Regions from separate parts of the Mus musculus genome. Here region 2 is linked to region 1. A link is a contact called in public Hi-C data. All regions are on one chromosome and are shown on one strand. The core of a region is the stretch at or near the end of the contact, and the rest is flanking DNA. Distances in the headings are between cores, read along the strand shown.

Region 1 (5,920 bases), core at 2,166-4,665:
GTTTCACAGGGTCCACATGTTGAATGTTTGGTGCCAAATATCTACTTATTGCTCCTTTAACTCCTGCCCTCTTTTCCAGCTGTAATCATGCTGGAGCCTTGTCAGGCATGGCAGTGATGGGAGATGCTGCTCCTGAGGTGATAGATACACCACCATTCACCTTTTTTTTTCCCTTGGAGAGGGAATAACTTCATCAGTATCTAACACTGCCATGCTCGTTCAGGCTCATATCTTTGATAGACATTTTAACTCCATTAGCTAGGATCTTTTACAGCAATAGCAATGCATTTAGAAGTACTGCTTTGAGGCTGGTAAGATGGCTTAGTGGGTAAAGAGCTGGCTGGCTCTGTAAGTCTACTGACCTAGGTTCAATTCCATGACCCACAAAAAGATAGGTGGACAGAACCGACTCCACAAAGCTGTCCTTTGACCTCTATAAATATTCACTCTCTCTCTCTCTTTCTCTCTTAAAAAATATTTTAAAATGCTGCTTTCTTGGGTATGGTGTCACAAGACTGGAATCCTGACGATTCAGAAGGCTGAAGCAGGCAGACTGCAAGCTCACAGCCGGCCTGGGCTGTGTAAGAACTTCCAGCTCAGCCTGGGAAATCAGTGAGCTACTGCCTCAAAAAGTGGAGGATGAGGAGGTAGGGGTGCTAGAGAGATGGCGTGTTTGTAAGAACACGCATTGTTCTTGCAAAGGACCATCTGTAACTCTAGTTCCAGGTGATCCAGAGCCCTCTTCTGGCTTCTGTGGGCATCAGATATACATATAGCACATCTACTCATGCACAGGCAAAACACTCATACACACAAAATAAAATAAAGTAAATAAAAAGAGAGGTATGTGGGATATAGCTCAGTGCTGTGGGTGTGGGTGCTGGGATGCTTCAGAGTGGACAGAGTGTGCCAAGGCCATGGGTTTAATTCCAATACAGAAAGAAAGAAAGAAAGAAAGAAAGAAAGAAAGAAAGAAAGAAAGAAAGGAAGGAAGGAAGGAAGGAAGAAAGAAAGAAAGAAAGGAAGGAAGGAAGGAAGGAAGGAAGAAAGGAAGGAAGAAAGAAAGGAAGAAAGGAAGAAAGAAAGGAAGGAAGGAAGGAAGAAAGGAAGGAAGAAAGAAAGGAAGAAAGGAAGAAAGGAAGGAAGGAAGGAAGAAAGGAAGGAAGAAAGAAAGAAAGGAAGGAAGGAAGGAAGGAAGGAAGAAAGGAAGGAAGGAAGGAAGGAAGGAAGGAAGGAAGGAAGAAAGAAAGAAAGAAAGAAAGAAAGAAAGGAAGGAAGGAAGAAAGGAAGGAAGAAAGAAAGGAAGAAAGGAAGAAAGGAAGAAAGAAAGGAAGGAAGGAAGAAAGGAAGGAAGAAAGAAAGGAAGAAAGGAAGAAAGGAAGGAAGGAAGGAAGGAAGGAAGGAAGGAAGAAAGAAAGGAAGGAAGGAAGGAAGGAAGGAAGGAAGGAAGAAAGGAAGGAAGGAAGGAAGGAAGGAAGGAAGAAAGAAAGAAAGAAAGAAAGAAAGAAAGAAAGAAAGAAAGAAAGAACCCTTCTTTAGGGAGATTTCATAAAAGATAATGATGATGATAATAATGATGAAGACTATGTAGATGGTTCTAAGCATAGACAGAACTCTTTCCCCTTCACCAAATCGGTACTTTTCATCTCTGAAAACACTGAAGCTAAACCTAGCAGGAACAATGCAGCCTTACAATCTTGAAAGATTCAGTGCTGCTTACAGTCCATCTGGTCCCAACTCCACGCCTCACCTTCCTCTGCATTTCATCTCTGTGTCTGTCTTTCCTTCCTACTTGATAACAAACATTTTTACCTTTGGCTCTCCCCTTTTATGACTCAGTGTTCCGAACTGAGATAAGAATGAATAACGGCCACCCTGTGGCTACTTTCAGTGCCAGGGCCAGTGTCACACAGTTGAGCTGGCTCAACAGTAGAGAGCAGACACCCTCACTTGATGAAGCTTTCCATCAGACCAACGGACACAGGGCCAACCTGAGTTTTGCTCTAAGAATGGCTTCCCTATTCCACAACCAAGATAACTCTTGGAAGAATCTGCTGACGTTTCTAAGAACACCTATCTACTGGTGACACAGGAACCTCACAAAAAGTGGAGACTGAGAAACTGCTGCAGACCCCTTGTTTCCTAAGAGTCTTCCCTCTGAGGACTGCCTGTGAATGGGCCTCCGTGGCTGCTTTTCCAATAAGAGTGCATTTGGTTTCCATTCAATTTCATACCAGAGATTAACCCTTAGCAAGATGGGCAATATTAGGCTCCGTGGTTCAGAGGATGGCTGACTTGGGTGGCAGGAAGCTGAACAGTCTACTCTGGAGAAGAAAATGTCTGTGGGTAGCAGGCTTCATTCCCAAGCCTTAACAAAACAAAGCACATAAACAATGCAGTTACAAATGCCAGTGAAAGAAAAATCAAGGGATAATCGCAAGTCATCGTACCGGGAAGGGCCCACAAGAAATCTTCATTTGACTAAGTCGGAAGCCTTGTTTCTTAAATAGTTACATAACCCCTAAGACACTGTTATGTAATATGGTCTAAGGGCAGAGTAAAGTATTTGGAAATATCTCTTGTAGAGCCTTGTATTATCTTCAGTAATGAGAAAATGAATGGGCGTTTGTTTGTTTGTTTGTTTGTTTGTTTTTGTTTGACGTGGCAGCCTTAAGATTTGAAGGTTTGTTAGGTGGAAAAGATAGAATGGGACCCAACTTGAGTTTCTCTGGCAAAGAAACGCCCCAGGACACTGGTTCACGTCTCAAACCAGACACAGACTTTCTATCAGTGCAGTTTGTCAAACGCTGTACCAGGCACACTTCCTTCTCCCCCTGACAGAAAGGAAGGCAGGCTGGATAAGCTAACACAGTGGAAGTGTTCTGACACACAAAATGTCCCAATGGTGTGTCCTCTGTGGTAACAAACAAACAAGGCCGAGCTGGGAATTATGTAAGGCTATCTTCGATACTATTTAGAAAACAAGGGGAAAATGCCATCTGCCCCGAGTTCCTCGAGAACATCCAATCAAGGGCCCGGGCAGGCTTCCTGGCTTCAGACTGGCTATAAATAAATTTAATAAGGATGAAAAAAAGTCACAGCATCATTTACAGTTCTCTCTCGTCTCCAGCTGACAAAAATCCAGTCCAGATGTTTGTCCTACAAGATCAACAGTAACTGTGTGGAACTCCCTCTGGAGTAAGAGAGCTCTGGGATTGGTTGGAAAAGAAAGGGAAAGGAGGTTGACAGGGCGGGCGTGGACTAGCCCTGTTTGATACTCACTTGACAGAGACACAGTACTTAACTTATTTTGTGTATAAGTATCCTAGTTTATGTAGCCTTCCCCTTCCTCATCCCTCCTTTCAAAGCCACGGGGACTTGGCTTGTGAAGCCTGCAGTGGTTGTTCCATAACCTTTGCTTTTAAATTAAACAAATGACCTCAGATTTTGGAGCGGTTGTTGACTCGGGGGAAAGTATGCCATTAAAAGCGTGCCAGAAACAGATTTAATTGGTGCATGTCCCAAAAACTGCTCCAAAGAACACAGGCTTCCCGCATATAGATTTCAGGGTACCTACTCAAAGGCCGTGAGGCTTTGTCAAAATTTGAGATGTGAAACAAGCCAGCTGAAAGAGTCCGTATCAAAAGGGTAAATTCAATTCAAGAGATATTAATCTGATTACCTAAGTATGGCTGCGAATCGGATATGGTCCATTGTGCGCTCTTGTTCAACCTGGACAGCTGGAGGAGCCAATGGCTTCCTTTCCCCTGACATATAATTAAGTTTTAAGAGCCGATCAAGTTACGGATACCAAGTTTTAAGAAATATTTCATTCAGGAGTGGCATTTACAGTGCTTGCCTGTTGCAAGAGTCATTGTTCATTTTACTTCCTTGAGCCATGCTGGAGAGTGTGTGGATCAGGGTGCAGGGGCTCGGTGTTTGTGTTTCAGGCTACAATAACCGCCCTCTGTGCACCTGCCTGGAGGAGAAACCAGTCCAGCCGCCTCCCAAGACAAAAGAGCCCTGTTTTAAGTGCTGAAAACCCAGACATGAACTGACCCTGTCAAATTCCAGTTAGGGGAAAAAAAATCAATATTTTTCATCCAATCCAAGGGAGCTGGTTTCCTTTCCTAGCCACACGTAGTTGGAGCAAGAGTGACTGGCCAACAGGATCATCTCTTTTCTCATGAGTCTCTGCACTCTTCTAGATTCCTGCCCTGAAGGTGGAACTCACAGCCTGGTATACCATCACCTGTCCCTTGGGGTCCATACACCTTTTTTTTTTTTTTCTTACCTCTTTGTCTCCCAGACAGCTCCCAATGCAATCTGACTACAGCCATAGAAGCATACCTTCCCAAAGCAGTGTGTTACCAACGTATGTTGACAAAGATGTCCCCAGTACACACTTGTCACAAACTTCAGGTACACTCACCATTGTAAGAATGCTTGCCAGTAGGCCAAGGGCTAAGACTACACTCTCTCTATTCCTATTATGGTTTTTAATATGAGTTGATCAAAGGCCAGGGCTAATTTTAGATGTCTTCTCTTGATTGTTCAGCTTCGACTCATACTTATTAATATGGAGGATGAATAATTACACCAAACTCAACTAAGAAGCATAGCATCATAGAGGGAATCATTTCTTGAAAAATCTGAAACAGCCAACCAGGTGGGGTTTCTTTTGAGCATTTCACCCAGGTAGCAGATGAGCAACCAGAAAAGGAAGGTGACTAACTTAATTTGAGGGCACAAGTTGCTTCTAACAGCAGAAATGATCTGTGAATTATAGTTTCCTACTTCTTGGAGAGGAGTGGGAGATAAATTATGATTTTGACAGTTATCTTAAACTGCCATTGGTAGTGAGACCCTGGCTAAAAGTTGGTTTTCATTATGCCTGCTGATAACCAGCTATAGTTTCAAGGGTTAAAGCTTTCTCAAGACTGCTTCAATAATTACTCCAAACTCCAGCCCCAAGGGGCATGAGAACCAGATGACCAGCATAGAAAAGCCAGGTTCCCTGACATAACACTACACCAGGATGTGATTGATTGATTGATTGATTGATTGATTGATTGCGTCTGTAGTGAGCCTAGGAACTAAGCAATAGTTTATCTGATTTGGTTCTCATTAAAAAGCTACCCAAGAAAAAAAAGAGTTGACCAACTCAGGTGTAAGCCACACTGAGCTACCTTGGCCAGGCTGGTGACTTCTTGGTGAAGCATGGTACTCAATCTGAGCTACCAGTGGATGTGACCAGGGACAAAGGCAGTCAGTCAGTCTATCAGATGAGATCCAGGGTACTGCATACATGTTGAATTAAAATACTAGTCAAGGAACTGTCTTAGTTTTGTTCAGCTATCCTGTGATGGTGGCCCTTGCCATCACCATGGAGACTGACTGACCTCCATTTCTCCCTTAATAGCATTTACTTATTTACTTATTGGTGAATACATGCCAGACATGCATGTCGAGGTCATAGAACAACTCGGTTCTCTCCTTGTCCTCAGGTGGGTCCTGGGAATCGAACTCAGGTTGTTAAGGTTTGGTAGCAAGTGAATTACCTGCTGATCCTACTACTGGACTTGACAACTTATTCTTGACAACTCATTAGTTGCTGTACAACATAACACAATTGTTGTATGTGTATGTGTATAAACTCAGGTCATTCTCTATATCTTTTATTAATCAACTATAGCATAACACCCGGCCAACTCAGACATAAAGTTGAACTTCATTATGGCATGTAGAAATTCTAAGGCTCCAAACAGAGAAGCTGAGCAGTAGAATTGGCCTTTATATTCTCGTGGGGCCAAGGCTGAAACTGGTCTTTCTATTCTCTGAGCAACCAGTAAGGTTTTTATATTATAGATGCTCTACACTAAATGAAGGGGTGGATTAATGAACAAGCAATTGAAAAGAT
Region 2 (5,841 bases), core at 2,569-5,068, 320 kb before region 1:
CTATCAAGGCTAAATCATAAAACTGATTATAAATAACTTCAAAAATGCTTATCTTTGCCTTTCTTCTACAATGTGTGTGTGTGGAGGGGGCGGATTACATGCTGTCCAAATTCCCCTAGTAGCCATAAATAGCCACATTTTGTTACTTACTGCTAAGTATATTCTAGCACCAACCCAACACCCTACATGGTTAGACTTTTCTCCTAATAGCGACCTATGATACCTCACATGTGTTAAGTCTTTACCAAATCAAAACAAAACATATTCCAGTCCACTCTTCACAAATATACTCTCATTAATTCCTGACATGGACTTGTAAGGAAGGGTTGGTTATTATTCTCATTTTCTAGAAGAAAAATCAGAAGTTTAAAGAAGTTAAATAGCCCTGTCTAGACAGTGGTAGAGATTGCCTTCAACTCTGGTCATTGAGATCACAGATCCTCTGCACTTAAGCCCTACTGTGTTCTCATCAACCCCGCCACAGCCCCCTCCACCCCTGAGCCTTGCTGAGCTTGTGTTTGGGAAGCTTGGCTCCTGATATAAGCAAATTAGTCTTCGTCCCAGCAGGAGAGAGATGGCACACTCCAACAGGGAGGTGGAAAATTACTTAGAAATAGGGCTACTCACAAGTTATGGGCTTACTCATAAGTTACTCACAAGGTAAGAGATACCAACAAGGCAAGATGAGGTCTCCCAGGGCTGGCAAGGGTGGGGAGCCCTGGGGCAAGGCAGACAGTATTGAGAGAAAGGGTCTGCAGGAGAGTGCCACTCTAGAGACAGTGGCATTAGGTGGAGGGAACAGCCAAGGCACACAGGCAAGCAGCAAATAGCCCAGTAGAGTGGAAACAAGGGAATGAAGCTTCTGACGTTGGTTCATGCTGTGTCTCTTGTTGGCGTCTCCTACTGGATGAACACAACTGAAGCCCTGTCCACGATACCAGTCTCCTGGCGTCATGGTGGGTTGATGGAGAAAGGAACTAAGGGTAAATGAATGTGTTCAAATAACAGATGAACAAACCTACTGGGTGAATGTTCTTACTTTGGGGGGTTCATGGGAATTCTTTAAGAGGCAAAGGGATGGTTTCTAAAGACTATAAGAGAGAATGCTAATTGTTAGGAGTCAGTATATATACACCAAGAAAAGAAATAAATAACCTGCCAGTTGCCCTTTATCAGATTCTGGCTCGAACCCTTCAGCTGGAGCCCCCAAGGCATCACAGAAGTCATTAGACGAGGACAGAGCCATCTGGAAGATCACATAAGCAGAGTGGCTGGGGAGGTGCTACAAGACTGGCCTCAAGGCTGTTGATACATGCCGTGTCAGCCTAGACAGGGATCCAGTAGTATCCCTGAGCCCTCTCATAGCCTTTCTCTGTGACCTTTCACCCAAGCTGGGGAAGACTAGTCAGGGGCTAGGCTTGCTTACTTGTTGCTCACAGTAGCTGAAACGTTGTGTAACAGAGCTGGGATCCTCAGAGGTCTCATAATGTGGGCTAAGAATGGCCAAAGGAGTCACAATGAATCCAAGGGATGAAGTGTACATCTGGAACACTGAGGCTGAAACAAATGAAATCTCCATGTTCAGGTATGGGGGTGTGCTGGCTCTTAGAGAGCAATCTTGATGTGAGTCAATGTGTATGACTATCACAAAAACTGGTGTGCTCTTAGGTGACATTCATAGAAGAGAAGTCTTAGACGACATTAACTGAGGAACTGCTGGATAAGGAAGGTATGATTTTCTTATTGTGTTTTGTGTGTGTTCATGTGTTTTTTGTGTGTTTTGTGTGTTTGTGTGTTTACTGGATTCTTTATTGGTTTGTCCTGTCTAGAGTATTTGTGTATGTGTGTTCATGAGTTTTTTGTTTGTGTTTTGTGTGTGTGTTTAATAGATTCTTTATTGGTCTGTCCTATCTAGTGTGTGTATGTGTGTATGTGTGTGTGTATGTGTGTATGTGTGTGTGTGTGTGTATGTGTGAGTCTGTGTGTTTACTGGATTCTTTATTGGTCTGTCCTATCTAGAGTGTTTGTGTGCGTGTGTGTTTGTGTGTGTGTGTGTGTTTGTGTGTGTGTGTGTGTTTGTGTGTGTGTGTTTGTGTGTGTGTGTTCATGTGCACTCATGTGGAGGCAGGATATTGATGCTGATATCCTTTCCTCAATTCCATCCTATTTGCTGAGACAGGGTTTATCTCCAAACCCAGAGCTCTATGATTGGATTAAGCTGATTGCTCAGCAAGCTCCAGGGATCTAAGTTTCTTCTTTACCTTGCTAGGGTTACACACAGATCACCACATCCAGCTTTTTATGTGGCTATTGCAGATCTGAACTTAGGTCCTTGTGCTTGTGAGGTAAGCCCTTTCCTGAGCCATCTCTCTAGCCTCTGCCTCATTTTTTAATGGAGAAGCAAAATAGAAATGGGATGGCACTTGGGATGAGGTATGGACGAGGTAAGAGAAGGTCACATGGAGAACATATGAAGAGAGCAAATGTGATGAATATGAAGGGTAAGAGTGAGGTCTTTGGGTATCTGAAAAGTGTTGATACAGGAGGGCTTTGCCTATGAGGGCCATAAAGAAAGCACCAGTGGGTGTCAGTTAAAGGCAGGGTGACTGGATCATATTCTGTGGCTAGTAGAACAGCATGTGGTGACATGACTCTGGCTGTGTTAGAGGTATTGGAGACATAAACTGTTAGAGAGGAAACAGTATCATCACATGAACAGGAGGTCCATGAGCCTAAAGAATCCCTGTGGACTCGACATATCCAATGCACGGCTGATGCTTGCTTTCTGTATCTCCTTCACACTACTGCTCATCAGCTTTGGTGAGGGGGCGGTGGTGGACCACATCCAGTAACTAGTCTTTAGTGCTTGGATCTCTGGCACTCCAAGACGGGCATTTCTCTTCAAGAGACTTTGGGGGGAATCTTTGAAAATGCAGATTTCCCCAGCATAGAGGAAGATCCTGGGTGTTCAGGCAGACCTGGGTGTGGCACACCTTTTTTCCTGAAACCCCAGACAGGTAATTTGCATCAAGCATCATCAACTCCCAGGAGTGGCTGAAGGGCTTCTGTCCCAGAGAGCCTTTGTACTAGTCTGTTTCCTGTGCTGTGCTGTGGGAATAATGATGACTACCATGCAGCATGTTGTAAGGAATGTATGAATGGATATCTGGGAATCCTGGGGCCAAGTCATAATCGCCACTCTTTCCATGCATTCACAGAGCTCAAAGTGATAGCCATGTCTGTGAAATCTTGGGTATCAGATACTCACTCAGGCCTTTATGTGAAATATGTGCACTTCTTTCCTTTAAAGTTGCTGGAAAAAGTTGGCATTTGGGGGCAGTTCCTGAATGGATGCACTGCTTCAGTAGCCTCCGACAATGCTTGTGCAACCCCCCCCCCCCACACTAACATCCCCTTGGATGCTCTAAAGGATGGTCTCTTGGGCTCCTTGTCCTAAGTTCAATGAATAGCCTGCCAGCTTCAGAAACCACTGCAAGGAGTGGCCATTCCTTTCCCTTCCCCATGGTTTCAGCCCCACAAGGCCTCTTCAGAGAAACCTGGTGTCTCTTTCCCCTGGACATTCTGTGCCACACAGTCAATCCCATCACGGTAGGTTCCTGCCTTCCAACCAGAGACATAAACACATGCTAGAGGTCTGGGACAAAGGTTCTGTTCTGGACCCACCTGAATTTTTATCTCCATTTTAAAGAAAGACTAGACAGACGCCCAATAAAAGCTTGCTGTTTAGGCTTTCAACCTTGTCACTAATCCCTTTGTGAAGTCAGAAGCAGGAAGAGTAAACATGTTAGCATTTATTCAGCTGACTGACGACAACATTGGGCAACTGTTTGTGATTTACAAACTAGAGCTGCCCACGGGCTCCACTCATGTGGCCGACGGCGTGTCTTTGTCTTAGTGATTGCAAATATTGTTAAAATAAAGCAGGAGATTTTTACGGGAAACTACGGATCTCTGGGCTCTCTTTAAAGAATCCAACAGAAACTGAGTCATGGCTTATCTCTAGGTCCCCTATATGTTGTGTTTTGGGCTTCTGCTGGTTCCCATAGGCATCTGAGTATTCAGCCCAAGGTTTGTTAGTTTCAAAGCTTGTGACTTCAACAGGAAAATCGGGAAACATTGAATTTGGAGACATTTGGCTTCCTGGGTTTATTTCCTGACTCACTATAGCTTGTGTTCTTCCAGCTTCCTCCAGCCCAACAGTCCCTTTCCTGTGGTACAACCAAAGCCTAGTAATGCCCACTGTGTGGGCCACGCCCCTTTGCCCATGTTCACAGTTCTTCGAGGTCCCCCTGAACCATGCCAGCTTTAGGAGTGCTAAGTGGGGGGCTGGGGTGGGGTCAGGCTTCAGCCTGGCTGTATTTCCTTGACTTCGCTTTATCTCAGAGACCGCAGTAGTTCCCAGGCATGGGGGAGGGGGTGGCCTGTGATGGCTGGCCTTCTCCAGAACCTCCTATCAGAGCAGTAATGGTCTGCTTGTCCTGTTACAGTGATCCTGAGACTGCCCACACTCAACAGGGCAGGAGGGACCCTGCTGGGGTTCTGCTTCCTGCTCTCTGCAAGGGCAGATTTCAAAGCTCTCAGTTCACTCCTTCTTCTCTGCCCCCTCCCACACTCCTTTCCTCCCCAACATTCCTTGTTTCTTGTTTATATTGCAGAAAACATCTGTGAGAGTAAATGGCCGGGATGAAAGATCTTGGCAAAGGGCTATTTTTCTTTGCTTGGCTTCAAGGGAGCCAGATGAAGACTTGAGCCTCACAGAGCCTTCCCCCAAGCCCTGGCCCCAGAGGGGAGAGAACTAGATCTGAAGGAAGACAGACCAGAAGGTGGCCCAGCCAGGCTCCCCAGGCTGGAAGGTTGTTTTTCCACTAGAACTGGCTGGCCCGGAGGAAAGTAGATCCCCTGTGTGTCCCCAGATGGTTCTGTGGGGGGTTTCCTGCCTACTCTGTCCCCTACTGTTCCGCACTCTTCTGGGTTTGGTGACCTGTTTTGCAGGGGAGATTCTCACACCTTTTCTGTCTCTTGCCTTTCTCCAGAGCAGTTGTGCAGTGCAGGAAGTGGCTGCCTGGGCACTGCACACACTCTTTTTCTAAAGCTTTATACAGTTTTATCCAAGCTAGTGACTTCTCTGGGTCTTAGATTCTCCATCAGGGGTGTGGGGATAATGGTGTTTATTTCACAGTGACATGGTAAAGAAGAAATATCAAAGAACAAAGCCAGTTCCTTTGTCAAGTAAGTGCAGAGTGTGTGGCAGAGGTGGCGGTAGTGGTGGCGATGGTTTGATGAGGTGCACTGGAAGGAGGGACAAAGCTTGAGTAGAATCTCCAGGTAGATCCCTGAACCGGGAGATTCGCTTCTGTAAACAGAGCTGAGCTCTTCCCCTCCTCCTTGTAGAGAGGCTGTGCTATGATGCTAAATGCTGATACCTGTGCCCTAGAGATGAGATCCAAGGAGGAAACCAAGCTTTTTCATGCAAGCTTTCTCATCCTTGATATTGTGGACCCTTGACTTTTCTGGAATTCATCAACTGGCCATATTCACAAAAGGAGGCCTTTGTCACCCAGATGAAGCCCCATGCCATATCCCATAATAGTCCTGGGGGCACTCACTGGTGTGGCCTGACTTCCTGGGCCTAGAGTTTTAGTTTAGGTACATCCGAAAAGGGCCGCAGAAGCACCAGGAGAGTGGGGATGTGTCTATTCTCAGTAGCCCAGGGAGCTACCAGTTGACTTGGCCAGACCCTCTCTCTTCTGTCATGGTGTCTGGTACTTCTCAGAAAGACCAGGGCCAGGTCTTAGGAGTTCATTAGAGCCTAGGACCATG

Evidence for each region. A called contact is a pair of places that touch in the nucleus more often than the background predicts.
Region 2: a contact with region 1 is called in a Hi-C map of uterus, with 2.7 times the contacts expected there. The contact joins two enhancer-like sites. A contact is called at or near these places in 3 of 484 Hi-C or Micro-C datasets (bone marrow-derived macrophages and uterus) and 1 of 115 datasets of contacts at active chromatin or transcription factors (oligodendrocyte precursor cells).

What each region holds. Positions count from the first base shown.
Region 1 is chr12:79,673,051-79,678,970 of GRCm38.p6, reverse strand. The region is part of intron 8 of Rad51b (RAD51 paralog B); the gene reads right to left. Among named protein-coding and RNA genes, the nearest start is that of Gm36048, 120 kb to the left of the region's middle. Within about 2 kb of position 3,415, at least 100 of the 459 cell types and tissues checked have an H3K27ac peak or open chromatin away from gene starts, as enhancers often do. A contact at or near this core is called in uterus, where this site is marked.
Region 2 is chr12:79,992,873-79,998,713 of GRCm38.p6, reverse strand. No RefSeq gene overlaps it. Among named protein-coding and RNA genes, the nearest start is that of Gm36834, 24 kb to the left of the region's middle. Within about 2 kb of position 3,818, at least 61 of the 459 cell types and tissues checked have an H3K27ac peak or open chromatin away from gene starts, as enhancers often do. A contact at or near this core is called in uterus, where this site is marked.